Regions from separate parts of the Triticum aestivum genome. Here region 1 is linked to region 2. A link is a contact called in public Hi-C data. All regions are on one chromosome and are shown on one strand. The core of a region is the stretch at or near the end of the contact, and the rest is flanking DNA. Distances in the headings are between cores, read along the strand shown. Region 1 holds the start of LOC123137026 (cytochrome P450 711A1). Region 2 holds the start of LOC123137025 (cysteine synthase).

What was found. Hi-C and Micro-C count contacts between places; a contact is called where the count stands out from the background.
Region 1: a Hi-C map of leaf shows a contact between it and region 2, with 6 times the contacts expected there. The contact joins the promoter of LOC123137026 here to the promoter of LOC123137025 in region 2. A contact is called at or near these places in 3 of 5 Hi-C or Micro-C datasets (all in leaf) and 1 of 1 datasets of contacts at active chromatin or transcription factors (leaf).

What each region holds. Positions count from the first base shown.
Region 1 is chr6B:305,170,036-305,176,790 of IWGSC CS RefSeq v2.1, reverse strand. It overlaps LOC123137026 (cytochrome P450 711A1), which reads right to left and starts at 3,451. Exons shown (of 2, transcript XM_044556560.1): 1 at 2,940-3,451; 2 at 1,199-2,836. The coding sequence starts at 3,199. The coding sequence ends at 1,483. LOC123137027 (reticulocalbin-2) reads left to right here. Exons shown (of 8, transcript XM_044556561.1): 7 at 73-177; 8 at 280-569.
Region 2 is chr6B:304,950,369-304,957,433 of IWGSC CS RefSeq v2.1, reverse strand. It overlaps LOC123137025 (cysteine synthase), which reads left to right and starts at 3,043. Exons shown (of 7, transcript XM_044556559.1): 1 at 3,043-3,262; 2 at 3,351-3,478; 3 at 3,590-3,792; 4 at 3,859-3,987; 5 at 4,274-4,432; 6 at 4,560-4,753; 7 at 4,868-5,429. The coding sequence starts at 3,182. The coding sequence ends at 4,999. It also overlaps the pseudogene LOC123137024.

The sequences.
Region 1 (6,755 bases), core at 2,202-4,701, 220 kb before region 2:
GCTCGGTATCGGTCTTCATATGCTTTATTTCATTGTTACTTTTAATAATCAATGAGCTTGAATGTTTAGCAGTAGATGGTATTCAGGACCTTTGAACGCTTGGTTAGACATTTGCTGCGGATATATATCTTCAATGATCTGTTGGCCCCATCTACTGCCTTGCCAAGCACATTTCAGGTATATCAGTTGAAGTACCTTATCGGTTCTTATTCATTTGCTTTTGCACCGAGGTATTCGAGTGCTTGCTATTTTCTAATCCATGATTTCCTTCTTTACCAGGCACAAGCGTGCATTTCCACACGCCTGTTTTAGCAACAGAGCATTCATTTGTTACATTAAGAGTTCTTGAATTAGTTTCATGTTTTGCATGGCAAGTTAGCATTGGTTCTTCCATATATAGTTTTTGGTGTGCAAAAGTAGGTTGTTGTTCCAGGATCACACACTTGTAAACTATGAAAACCAGGAAGGTGCAGCTGTAGGGCTTGTATGTATGTATGTAACTGGCATTCCTGAACCCTATCTGTAAACATTGTGAAGTTATGTTCTATGAAAGTGATTCTATTCTCTTCCTTCTCGTGCGACATTTCGGCATCGATAATCCGCTGCCTTATTTTGCCAGAAAGAGCACTCTTTTTTCTTTCGGCAGGCGCAGTCAAAATGAAAGGAGAACATCCAGCACCTGAAGCATATATAGCTTTAGTGAAATATCTAAGTACCCAAGCCTACTCGTAAATATCATCTGTCCAGCCAAGGTTAAAGGAACATGATAACTGTTAATGTTCCTTCTGATCCGAAAGTAAGTGGTTCTAGTTTAGTCACTTTGACCAAGTTTATAGGAAAAAAAAAGGATTTTGGCAGTACATTTTTTTGACAGACTCGGTCAAACTGAGAAGAAGTTGGACAAAACTACTAGAATTGCTTGCATTTTCGAACAGAAGGAGGAGTAACTGTTAAGTGAAGCAAGAAATCAAGTGATCAACATTCCTACAGTGCCAGTGTTGATCCATCTTATTACTGTATTCTTGCAGATCAAGGTGTTAGTTTCATTTGTCTAAAATTGTCCAAATCCATGCTCGCATCTGATAACACTTCTGCAAATCAATTGATCTGGTAATAGTACGATTACGTGCAAATCAATTTCCGCAGCACATTTACAACTTCCAATATCGAAAAATTGATGGGATTGCCTGTTTCCAAGTTGATCGGACTGATAGTTCCAAGTTGATCCCTTCAGCGTTGGTTTCTTATTGAGCACAAAAGAGCTAGCCGCACATCTCAGATTACCGTTTCTTAAACAACTTGTAGCTAGTTAATCAGAATATTAGCAGCTTAATCACGCCGACATATCCCGCCTCTGGCCACCTAGCTAGCTATACATGATGTAAACTCAGCTCACACACACACACACCTCGCCACGTAAGCCGTCGTATCATGCGCATGCTTGTGGTTGGGGATAATGATTCACGTGGAAGGGCCTGGCGATCAGTCCCTCCTCGTCCTCCTCATGGCTCTCAGCTTGACGCCGTGGCGGAAGCCGAGGACGAGGTCGAAGTCGAACTGGATGGGCGACTCCATGGCCGGCGAGTGGCGGAAGACGTACCGTCGGTACAGGTGCACCACGGCGAGCTTCACCTGCTGCAGCGCGAACCTGTGCCCCACGCACGCCCTCGGCCCGATGCCGAAGGGGATGTGCGCGTAAGGGTGCCGCCCTCGCTCCTCCTCCCCCTCCGGCGCGAACCGCTCCGGCCGGAACTCCTCCGGCTCCGGGAACTGCCGCGCGTCGCGGGCCAGCACCCCCGGCGCCAGCCACACGTACGTGCCCTTCGGGAGGCGGTACCCAGCGATCTCCACCTCCTCGGAGGTCTCCCTGGCGATCAGCGGCGACACCAGGTGGAACCTCATGGCCTCCTTGATCACCAGGTCCAGGTACGGGAACCTGCCCTGGAGGTCGTCGGCGTCCGTGGCCGCGCCGCCGAACGCGTTCACCTCCGCCAGCAGCCTCTCCTCCACGCGCGGGTGGCACGACACCAGGTACAGCACCGACGACACCGTGAACGCCGTCGTCTTGGTCCCGGCGATGAGGTGCTCGTACGCCAGCGCGCGCACGTGCCTGTCCTCCAGCGCCAGGCCCCTGGCGCCGCTCTCCCTCGCGTCCAGCAGCGCCGCGATGAAGTCCAGCGCGGCGCCCGGCGGGGAGGCGCTGTTCTCGCGGTCCCTGCGCCGGCCGGCGATGATGGCGTCGATGCGGCGGCACAGCAGCCGCTCGTTCTCCTCCATCTTGTAGTCCGCCGTGCCGGGCACCCGCCGCAGTAGTCGCTTGCACGGCGTCTGGACGCACGGGAGGAAGAGCCCGAGGATGGTGGACAGCGAGCTGGACAGGTCCATCTTGATGAACTCCATGGACCTCTTGTACTCCTCCAGGAACCCCCTCACGTCCTCGCCGCCGTCCGCCGCGGCGACCTTCTTGCAGAGGCCGAAGTCGATGCCGAAGGCCGTCCTGCCGATGATGTCGATGGCCATGCGCAGCGAGAGCTGGCAGAAGGGGACGCAGTCCTGGTCCGGGCAGGCGGCGACGCTGTCCACCAGCGCGTCAACGTAGGGCTGCATCGTCGGGACGAGGCCGGCGAGCCGGGCCGGCTGGTAGAGCGGGACCACCGTGTTCCTCATGGAGGACCAGGTGGAGTCCCTGGTGAGGAAGAGCGCGTCCTGGTGCAGCGACCCCACCGTCGGCGGCGGGGTGCTCCGGTTGCGGATGTCCTTGAACTTCTTGATGCCCACCTCCTTGCACAGCTCCGCGTTGGCCACGATCACCAGCGGCTGCCTCCCCATGTGAAACCTGCACCGATCGAGCATCACGTCCATGTTTTGGAACGCCATTACATGGCACCTGAAGAAGAAGAAGAAGATGATGATGATGATGGATATAACATTACTACTACCTGAAGATGGGGCCGTGCTCCTTGGCGATGGCACGGAAGACGTCTGGTCCGTGGTTGGCGAGGAGATGGAGATGGCCGAGAGGAAACCTGGTTGGAGGCCCCGGGACCCTCCTGAGGGCCCAGAATGGCGCGTAGAAGTAGACCAGAAACGCGCCGATCACGGCCACACAAGACAGGAGGAGCAGTGCGGGCGCGCTTGTGCCGAGTGCCGCGGCATGGCCTGCGGTTTCCAGAGCAATGGAGCAGTTGGTGCCTTCCATGGAGATGGAGGAAGAAGGAGCTAGGAGCTGTGTGGCTGCCTATCAGTGTTCGGTCTGGGTCTGGTCTCTGCATTGGCTCGTGTTGCTCGTGCCTGCCAGTTTATAAAGCGGCGTTCGTCGTCGGCGTTGCTGTCTTCAGTGTCGTCTTGGTCAGATGTTGTCTGTGGCTCCCCGCAAATAAATCATGATGTCTGTGGCAGCAGGGGTGTCTCCGGCTCTCTGCCAGGTTTCGCAGCGTTGTGCAGTCTCGAATTGTGCGGTGCCTTTGAATTGCGTCGACGACGTGTTGGTTTTGGTCTCGGCTGGACGGTGCATTGCAACGGGAGAAAACGGCCCCTACATGTCTTTATCATTGAGCATGGCTAAAAACCTCATCCTCATGCCCATAATAGGATAAACATGACTAATACCTCTTCCTCAGGTCCATATCCTTCATTTCAATATAACACCAGACACATGTTTTCGCTTGTCGTCTTTGCTGTCCTCGTCGCCGGTGGTCGTAATACCAATTGTCACTAACCAAGGTTGGCAAGGTCTAATAGCTGGATTGTTGAGCTGCCTTCGTGCCCGATGAAGATCAAGAGAGTTGAACATAGTTTTTTTTTATCATCTGGCTAATATAATAGGAAAAAACATTGCACATAATATATGTTTGTGTCATCGTATAAATTGAGTAGTTTGTGTCAGATAGACCATGAAACCTTAGTTGGACTCCTCATGCATTTTGACGGGAGTCACTGGCCGAGTAAGACTGGTTGTACGTGAAGACACGATAAAGAAAAGTATTCCTTCCATATCCCTAGTCTAATAAAATAAAGTAAAACAAAGCATCATGTGGGCATATTTCAAATATTCGCCAAGTTTTATTAATATAGGTATAGATTAAAACAATTTAGCTACAGTACCTCCCAGTTTAGAAAAAACATGTTTACAAAAATGTTTACCTTTTCAAATTTAAAGTTAAAAAATATTTGTGTTTCTAAAATGTTTGCAAATTCATGAAATAATCACAACAGTACCTTCTAGTTTTAATAAATTGTTTGTGTTTTAAAAAATACTCAGGTTTAAAAAAAAGTAAAAGACAAATATTGTTCTTTAAAAAAATGTTTGGCCTTAAAATTTTTATTAACAACTTTGCAAAGTTTTCACGTTCTTAAATATATTCACTTAAAAAAATTCCTCTCTGTATCTGGCGCGACTATGTACTTAATTGAAAATTTCATGGTGCTAATTAAACACCTAGTCTTGTATAGTCTAATGGTTAATATTTGAGTGCTCTAGTATGAGCGGTTGGTTACGATTCCTTGTGTAGCGGTATTTTTTTTGAAAGTTCTTTTACTGGCGAAGTTGTTTGTACGCTAATGGGCCGGCCCATTGCGGCGCTGTGCGTCCTGTGTTTTTTCTTTTGACAGAAACGAATCAGGAGAACGAGAAAACTCCCACACCAGGAAAGGTCTGCGACGTACGAAGCCTGGGACGTACGAAAATTATGTGTGTCCCATCATGAACGAAAAAAACTGGAGAAACAATCCTTTCTTTATAATATGGTAAAAAAAAAAGATATGTTGTGTGTGTTGTTGGTGTATCCAGTTTTTGTTTTGGGAATCGTTTAGCAACGGCGCACCGGCTGAAGCTTAGGCCGGTCCTGTGTGCGCCGCTCGATCACAGCGACCAACCCCAAAAAGAATCGGGCGATCCATGTTTGCGTTGTTGTTTTTTTATTAGCCCGTCATGTGGTTATTAGCCCATCACGTGGCCTTGGCCCACCACGGCCGCTCGTCCAGCTTTCCTCGTTCAGATTTCTTCTTATCTTCAGCGTTACCCTTTGTTGGGTCATCACGTGCTGCTGCATACTACGACCACAATGATTGCATGTTGGAACTAATGATATTTTTTGCTGCATCGACTCATGGTGGAGCTACGACCCGCGACGACGGGGAAAACGATTTTTGCTGCAAATGTAATCGGATTTTGCTACGAGCGATGAGAAAATTTGTTAGATCAATTCATGGAAGAGGTGCGACTTGGGACGGCGACGACCACAATTTTTTGCTGCAACTTGGTGTCTTTTTGCGCGAGTTTTTTTTTGCTACATCCATTTTTTATGATGATGACTGGTGGCCCTAGTTCATGGAACCATGTGCAACGAGCACAACCCTGTGCAACGAGCGTCAATGGTGGTAAAAAGCTTCAATCAGCATGGGAAAAAGTTTCAACCGACGCAAGAAAAAGCTTCAACGGGCACGTGGCGATGGGGATGCGTGCGAGATTTGCTGGAACCGACCTTCGACAGAGCTACATGCTACAACCACGTCGCAAAGTGCTACAACCAGCTCCGCGCATTGCTACAATTGGCACTGCATTTTGCTTCATCGCACAAATGACATCTCGGTGTTTTTGCTACAATCGATCGCACAACTTGCTACATCCAACGTCGTGTTTTTCTACGACCAGCCGCCCCGCACTGCTACAACCGGCATCACGTTTTTCTTCATCATGCAAAATGTCGTCGCAGATTTTGCTACAATCAACGTCGTGTCTTGCTACATCCAATGTCATGTTTTGCTACAACTGGCACAACGAGCTGGAACCATGTCTCAAATTTGCTGGAACCGGCGAGCCGAGTTGCTACGACGGTCAGCGGCGGCGAACGACGATCTCGTTTTTTTGCTGCAACTGTTGTCGGCGTTTGCTACGACCGGCTGGCGGTTTTCCTGCGACCAGCAACTGAAGAGGAGGTACACTGCTCGTCCATGGGGTGTTACGGCCGGCGATCGCCGCCATCGGAGCTGCACCCCGTCGTTAGCCAGAGCTGCAACCATGGCAATTTTTGACTGCAACCTGCAAGCACTCAATGTTGCATGCGCGAAGGCGACAAGAAACACATGGGAGGCACCGACCACCGGCGAGGGCGATCGGCGGCGAAGTGGTGGTGGCCGCCGGCGGCCAGCGGTGAAGCGGTGGCGTGGGAGGTGGTCATCCAGGGCGAGTGCCTGCGGCGCCGCTGCTCCTGTTCTCTGCTGGCGTGACCAGATTTGTTTTTCGAGAGAAAATGATACGAGAAGCCTAGATTTGATGGCTGTACGTGGACGCATCCAACGCCTGGGCTGTGACCGGCCCAAATTTGGGCCGGTGCGCCGGCGCTTATTACTCTTTTGTTTTTATCTCTTCTCCAGTGCCTCATATGCTCTTATTAAAACTCGTAGTTGTTAGTTGTTAGAGAGAAGGATACAAAGGAAACTCAGGGGTAAATTAAACCTGATGGTGGCATCTTCAACGGTAACCTGCAATTTTTTCCCCACATCCGTCTGCTGACATGGATGCGGGAGGCTGCCATCCAACTGTGGTCGTATACATCCGGGCATCCGGCCTTCCTCTTTTTTTTTAAGTCCGCATGATCAAATAGCCGCATACATAGAGTGCAGACGTTAAATAGCCGCATGCAACACTAATTTTAAATTTTGAAAAGTTTAAATATTACATGCCAACATTGTTGTCCCCTTAAACCGCCCACTGATGCTCAATTAGATATTCCTTCAGCTGCTCGTGAGTTGGT
Region 2 (7,065 bases), core at 1,794-4,293:
TAAAGTACCCCTTTTGTCTTTGAATTTTCCTTGGCTTAATTATTCCAGTTACTTGGGTGCCACAGGAAATCATAATGACATACTTCTAATTATCACGTATGTACCCCCGGCGTCGCCACCCCAGGGCGACGCCAGGGGCGTCAAACCCTAGCGCCGCCAGCCCTCTTCTCCGGCAGGTTCCTGCCGCCGGCGTTGGCCGCGGTGGCGGCGGCACCCGGCGTGAAAGGTGCTAGGGCAGGAGGGTTGCGGCGGCTCCCCATGAGGCGGCTGGGGTGGCTCGGGCGGGGTGGCCTTGTGCGGTGGTAGCCGGCGACCCCATGGCTGGCTGGGAGATCCGGTGGGCTTCCCTGCTGTGTGATGGGCGGCGGCGGCGGCCATGGATCCGGCGTCCCTGTAAGATCCGTCGCGGCGTGGCTTCGGCCGGCCGGCGACAAGTGATGGGACTGATGTGGGGCGCTTGGAGGCGTACATCTACATGGCAAGAGGTTGCGTGCGGATCCAGTCAGCGATGAGATCGGAGTGCAGCGACTTCTAGTGAAAACCGTGCCGACTTAGGTCATGGCAGACGATGGCGACGTCTCCGACGTGGTTTCCTTGTTAAAGCATCATCGTTGCATGTTGCGTCACCACGTTCGGGATGTTCCGGAGAAAACCTTAGATATGGGTCTCCCAGATCGGATGATGACGACATCTTCGGTACGGTGCTTCCTCTTGGGGGCATCGTTTTGGAGCAGGTGTTGGCTGGAGGGAACAATAGGTGGAGCGGTGTTGCATCTTCAACATTGATGGCAGGCGGTCTCGGCGACATAGCACAATGGGGTCTTGGTGTTGGATGTGTGTTGATGGGCGCGCGCAGGAGGATGGCACTGTCTGGCATCATGGTAGCACCGACAGCAGAAGAGTTTAGCAAGGTTAGTGCATGGGTCACTCCTGAAGATGTAACGGCGGAAGATGACGGCGACAGAGTATAGAACGTGCACATGTGGTGCGCGTTGTGGGTCTGCTAGACCGGTTGGTGCTCCCAACTAGCTGGCGGGTGGCTTGGTGAGCCCACCAAATTACTTGATCTATGTTGGCGCGAGGTCAAGGCACATCATCGAGCTTGGGTGCCACATGCATTAAGTGACACAGGAGTAGTCGCCCACTCGGTAAAAAAATGCTTAAGATCTCACAATGCTTTTTTTAGGCTACGATCTCACGATGCAATTGTCACTTTTATGATACTTTGGTAAACAGATTCAAATGATTTAATTGACTACAATGGTTGGTTATCTTTGATTTTTTATATTTACTAGAAATTATAACTTTATGTGCAGTACGTATGTAGAATCCAGGCATCAGCCTCCTTGTAAGCACAACAATGTAGATGAAAGACAGAAAAGCTCTGATGAATGTTTTATTTCCTACGATACACCATGAACGTGAGAAACAAACGTTTCTTAAAGACACTGACTAAAACAGTGGAGGTTTGATAGCAAGGCCATGAACAAAACAACTGCGAGTTGTTTTATAGCACACACCTTAACTAATTATCTTTTAAGAGAGCAGGGAAGCTTGCCAAATCTGTGTTGATTACCCCAGCATCTTCAGTTCATGAATACGTAACCAGTCGTCTCAACTTGCAGCGAAGTCACAGACCAAGAGTCTAACAACGGCTACATTTGGCACTTTGTGACCTGCTAAATTGCGAAATAATCCATCACTGCCTTGAGTATTTAATAACATATATATACAGCAGGATGGTCGATGGTTCAGCTCAGATTAAAATTACGGAAATACTAACGCCCTCTGGCAACTCGCCTACATGCATGGATCCTCGTCCAACCATTTCTGCACGAATCCTGGTGCGTTCTAGCAGGTTTTTTATGCCAGGTAGGACTGGGCTGGTGTGTGGGCATTCATCCGGTCACCCACATGCCCGTTTCACCATGCGGAGCGGCTGAGGTGTGGGCGTTTAGCAGTTCGCCCACAAGCCAGTTTTCACGCATGCAAAAGGGCTGGTGTGTGGGCGTTTATCAGTTCGCCCACACGCCCGTCTCTTCTCCCACACCCAAAGCTGTCAGTTGCCATGTGTGTTGCAGCGTGTATGGCAACTGTCCTAGCGTGCTTGTAAGCAGATGACAACTCTCACTTTTTACTTCGAGTTGCCATGTGTTCTGCAGGGTACATGGCAACTGCCCTAGTTGCTTGTAAGCAGATGGCAACTCCCTCTTTACCCGAACATGTTTTTTTACATGCCTTTTTTATAGTACTACATGGCAACTGCCTAGTGCTAGTAGGTGGCAACCCCTAAAGTTTTTCAAATCATAGCAACTGTAGTAGACCAGACAATACATGGCAACAACTGCAATTGTCCAAAAATGGCATCCAGCACTTGACCTGAGATGGCAACTGCAGTTGAGCAACCATGACAACTGTAGTTGTCAGACATGGCAACTATAGCTCAGCAACATGACAACTGCAGTTAAACGAACATGGAAGAGGGTCCGGACCATGGCAACTGCGAGGACGCATGATGACTGTTACGTGAAGCATGCGGGACCATGAGTACGGGCGTGTGGGCCTTTTCGATTTTGCCCACACGGAAGCGTGTGGGAGGGACCGCGAGACAAAAAAAGAGGCGTGTGGGCATTACTTGTTTTGCCCACACGTAGACGTGTGGGCTGATTCTCTTAGACACCATAAAAAACGTGTGGCCAGATCCCTTAACGCTCACACGTGTGGGCGTTATCGGTGTTCTAAAATTATTTGCTTACCCTCTGCATAATGGTTGATTGTCTTGTTCTATAAGCAGGGAAACTTGGGGTCCAAGTTCCAGGCTTCCAACCCATAGGAGGTTTCTTGGCATGCAGGGAAACTTGTGTTCCAAGTTCTAGGCTTCCAACCAATCGGTGGTTTCTGAATTTGATATCTGATTGGTATGCTGCACACTGATGTAGTGTCATATGTCAACAGACTTCAATTAAAAAAAATCTGGATGGAAGTTTCAGGGAAACTTCCCTGAAACCTCCAAATTTAGTATTAATTTATCCATGTAGTATACCATCAGAATGGGACTTCTCAGCTATATAACATCATTGAACGCTGGAGTACCTCATACTTCTGTTCATCCATTTGTCCAAGACATTCGAGCTTGTTAAGTTCTAGTAGTTTTATTTGTTGCAGAGTTAGTACCAGAGAAATGGAGCCACAGGAAGGAAGGAAAGGGATACCATCTCTGCTGTCCTCGCAGGGGGAGTGCATTGCCACCAACATCACACAGGTGCCTACTTTCTCTGTATATAGTCATTATTCCTTCACTGTACAAAGCTTGTTATCTTTAATCTGCAAGTAAATTCTATGCCTTCCAGCTCATTGGTTGGACACCACTGATAGAACTGAGAAACATCACTGAGAAAGACAGCATAGGTGCTCGGCTGATTGGGAAGATTGAGCCGTACCAGCCCCTTTCCTCTGTGAAGGATCGGAGTGCTCTCAGGTGGCTGCTCTTTTTTACTTTCCTTCCCAGGAAGAAATTCTTCACCTCAAATCTACCATACGTAACGTCATGAGTCTCGACAGCAATATGAATGGATGAACAAATTTGCAGATTGATTGAAGATGCAGAGGAGAAAGGCTTGATCACACCTGGCATCACAACACTGCTGGGGGTCACAAGTGGTAATCTTGGCATCGGCGTGGCGTTCATTGCTGCTCAGAAAGGATACAAGTTCATCGCCCTCATGCCTGCTAAACTCTCGCTTGATAAGCAGATACTGATGCGATACCTTGGCGTAGAAGTGGTATTAGTTGGTAAGGAGCTGAGGTACCATGCCCCTCATATCACGTGCCAGATGGTAACATGCTTGTCTCCTGCAGATGCTGTACAGCATGGATTCAAAGCTTTACTTGATAGGGTAGAACAGATGAAGAAGGATGTGGAAGATGTGTATGTTCTAGATCAATTCACCAATCCTGCAAATCCCGATGCCCACTTCAGATGGACTGGTAAGTGGTAACACAATATATTTGAACTAAATTGGATGCAGTAGCAGTAGCGTTTGAGTAACTTTAGATTGTTTGACTATAAGGAAAACTCAGTCGAAGACTACGGACTGACTAACTTATAAGATGTTGAAATAAATTGATGGATGATATGCAATAAATGTTGCTATGTGGTGTTGGCCTCTGCAGGATCACACTTCCATGCAACATTTCTACTCTTTATTTTTATTTAAGATTCCTGGCTAAAAACTGAACCTCAGCACTAATGCATCGAACTAAATGTCCTTAGGACCTGAGATATGGAAAGATACAGCAGGCAAAGTGGACATATTTATAGCTGCTTCAGGTTCAGGAGGCACCATCACAGGCGTGGGGAGGTATCTCAAGACGAAGAACCCATCTGTAAAATTAATATGCGTTGAACCAGCTGAAAGTCCAGTGATTTCAGGCAAGAAACTACTACTATGATAAATATATTGAATAAATGATATTCCTACTATACATGTTTGGTTATAAACCTGGCTACCTTTCTTTGCTTGTAAATAAGTAAGATCTTCCCTGCCTATGATCTGTAGGTGGCGAGCCAGCCTTCCACAACATCCTAGGAATAGGGCCTGGTTTTGTCCCAGAAATATTGGATAGATCCCAGATAGATGAAATTGTAACAGTAACTACTCAAGAAGCTATGGACATGGCTAGAAGATTGGCAAGGGAAGAAGGATTGCTTGTTGGCATATCTTCAGGGGCAAATGCAGCTGCCTGCTTAAAGGCAAGCTCTTTTTTTCCCAAGAGTCTAGGATTTTATTTTTTAGCAGATAGTACAGTGAAGGCTATATAAATCCACTTATTTATCCAGTCCTCTGATTCATGCCCTTCCTGACAGGTTGCATCAAGAGAGGAGAACAGGGGAAAGATGATTGTGACAATGTTTTCCAGTGGTGCAGAGAGGTATCTGAACTCGGAGCTCTTTGCGCAGGTTAAGGAAGAGTGCGTCAACGTCAACATGACCTTCTGATGTCCATATCAAGGCAATGACACCGTAGGGGTGATCCAGAAGTCTAGTGTTATCTTACACTGGCTTATAAGAAGCGGAGGTCTCAGTTACTCAAATACCAGACACTGTTTTGTTAGGAGACAAAACGAAATGCACTAGCGTGACAAGTAAATACTCCCTCTGTTCACAAACATAAGATGCTCTAACCTTTTGTGTGAATCGGATGTATATAGACATGTCTTAGTGTGTTTATTCACCCATTTCAGTCTGTATGTAGTCTATATTGAAATATTCAAAACATCTTATATTGTGAACGGAGGGAGTATCTTATAATGCCAGGTCACAGAGGGTATTGATTGTGTGATTGTTTGACGAATTAGCTCATCACAGGATGGGCTGGTCCATCATTGTATGACCCAATCCCTTGTTTAGTATTAGACTTATTCTTTTATGAAAGATGAGATGGTGATATGGAGCAACCCATTCAATTCCTCAAAGTGGGTTACGTCCATTCACTGACCAATTCCTCAAACCAAACGCCTCAGACTTATCCATCACCATAATGCTTATAAGAAATAAAATAAATCAAATGAAAGTTGTCGAAAAGGAAACTAAATTCATCAAGATATCTGATTAACTGTCTTGGATATTTTTCCCAAGCAAAGCAAAATAAAAAAATTCTTGTAGAGTAAATAATTGGATTTTTCTTGAGTTATTTTTTTAAGGGAAAGAAGGAAAAGGCAGATTCAAAATAATTTTTTCTTCGGACTTTCCCAAACACAAAATACCTCCTTGTATCGCACTCTCAAATGAGAGTGGAATAAATTCGACTTTCATATAATATCTTAATAACAGGGAGGGCGGGGAGAGATATTACATGTGGAGGACGATTACATAGTTCCAGTGTTGATAAATAATGGGTAGCTCTTTTTTAGTTTTTTGTGGAGGAGGACATCTTGACCAGTAAGCAGGAGACGTCAAGAGAAGACTGCAAAAGGCGAGTCCACCATGCATTGCCCCTCTCCACCCAAAGCTTGCAAGAGATTTTCAATCCAAAAGTTTTAGCAGACATGGCTAACAATTACTGTGTTAGCTTCTTGCTGTTCCTCACAGCACTGATTTCACTACTACCCAAATCTTACCCAGAGTCCACATATCAATATAGTGATGAACACCAAATCCTTCTGGGGCTCAAGAGATACTGGGGGAGCTCACCTGTGCTTGGCAGATGGAACCTTACTTCCTCTGACCACTGCAGCTGGGGAGGAATTACATGCACAAAAGGTGAGGTCACTGCCATTTCCCTTCCACAGCAAACCTTTAGGAAACCAATCCCACCATCCCTTTGCCTCCTCAAGAATCTTACCTACTTGGACCTCTCCTCCAATAACTTCTCTACTTCATTCCCTACCATACTCTACAATTGCTCCAATCTGAAGTACCTAGACCTTTCCAACAATGCCTTTGGTGGGAAACTCGCAGCTGACATACACAGTTTATCAGCAAAGCTAGAGCATCTCAACTTATCAACCAACCATATCATGGGCAAAATTCCACCATCCATTGGATGGTTTCCGAAGCTCAAGTCACTGCTCCTCGACAACAATCAGTTCAACGGAAGTTACCCAGCAAAGGACATCAGCAATCTGACAAACCTCGTGGTGCTGACACTAGCGGAAAACCCATTTCTGCCAGCTCCATTTCCAGTTGAGTTTGGCAAGTTGACACGCCTAACATACTTGTGGCTGTCAGGTATGAACATGACAGGTGAGATCCCTGAGAGCCTGTCAAGCCTCACAGAGCTCAGCCTCTTGAGTGTGTCAAATAATATGCTGCAAGGCACAATTCCGACATGGGTATGGCAGCATAAGAAGCTTCGGTGCCTGTACATGTATATCAACGGTTTCACAGGCAAGATTTCATCCAGTGTCACTGCCGTAAACTTGGTGGAGCTTGATGTGTCCTCAAACAAACTAACAGGGACAATACCAGATGACTTTGGTAGGCTCATCAACCTTACGGTGTTGTTTCTCTACACGAATCAACTTCATGGGTCAATACCGCCGAGCATTGGCTTGCTGCCGAAT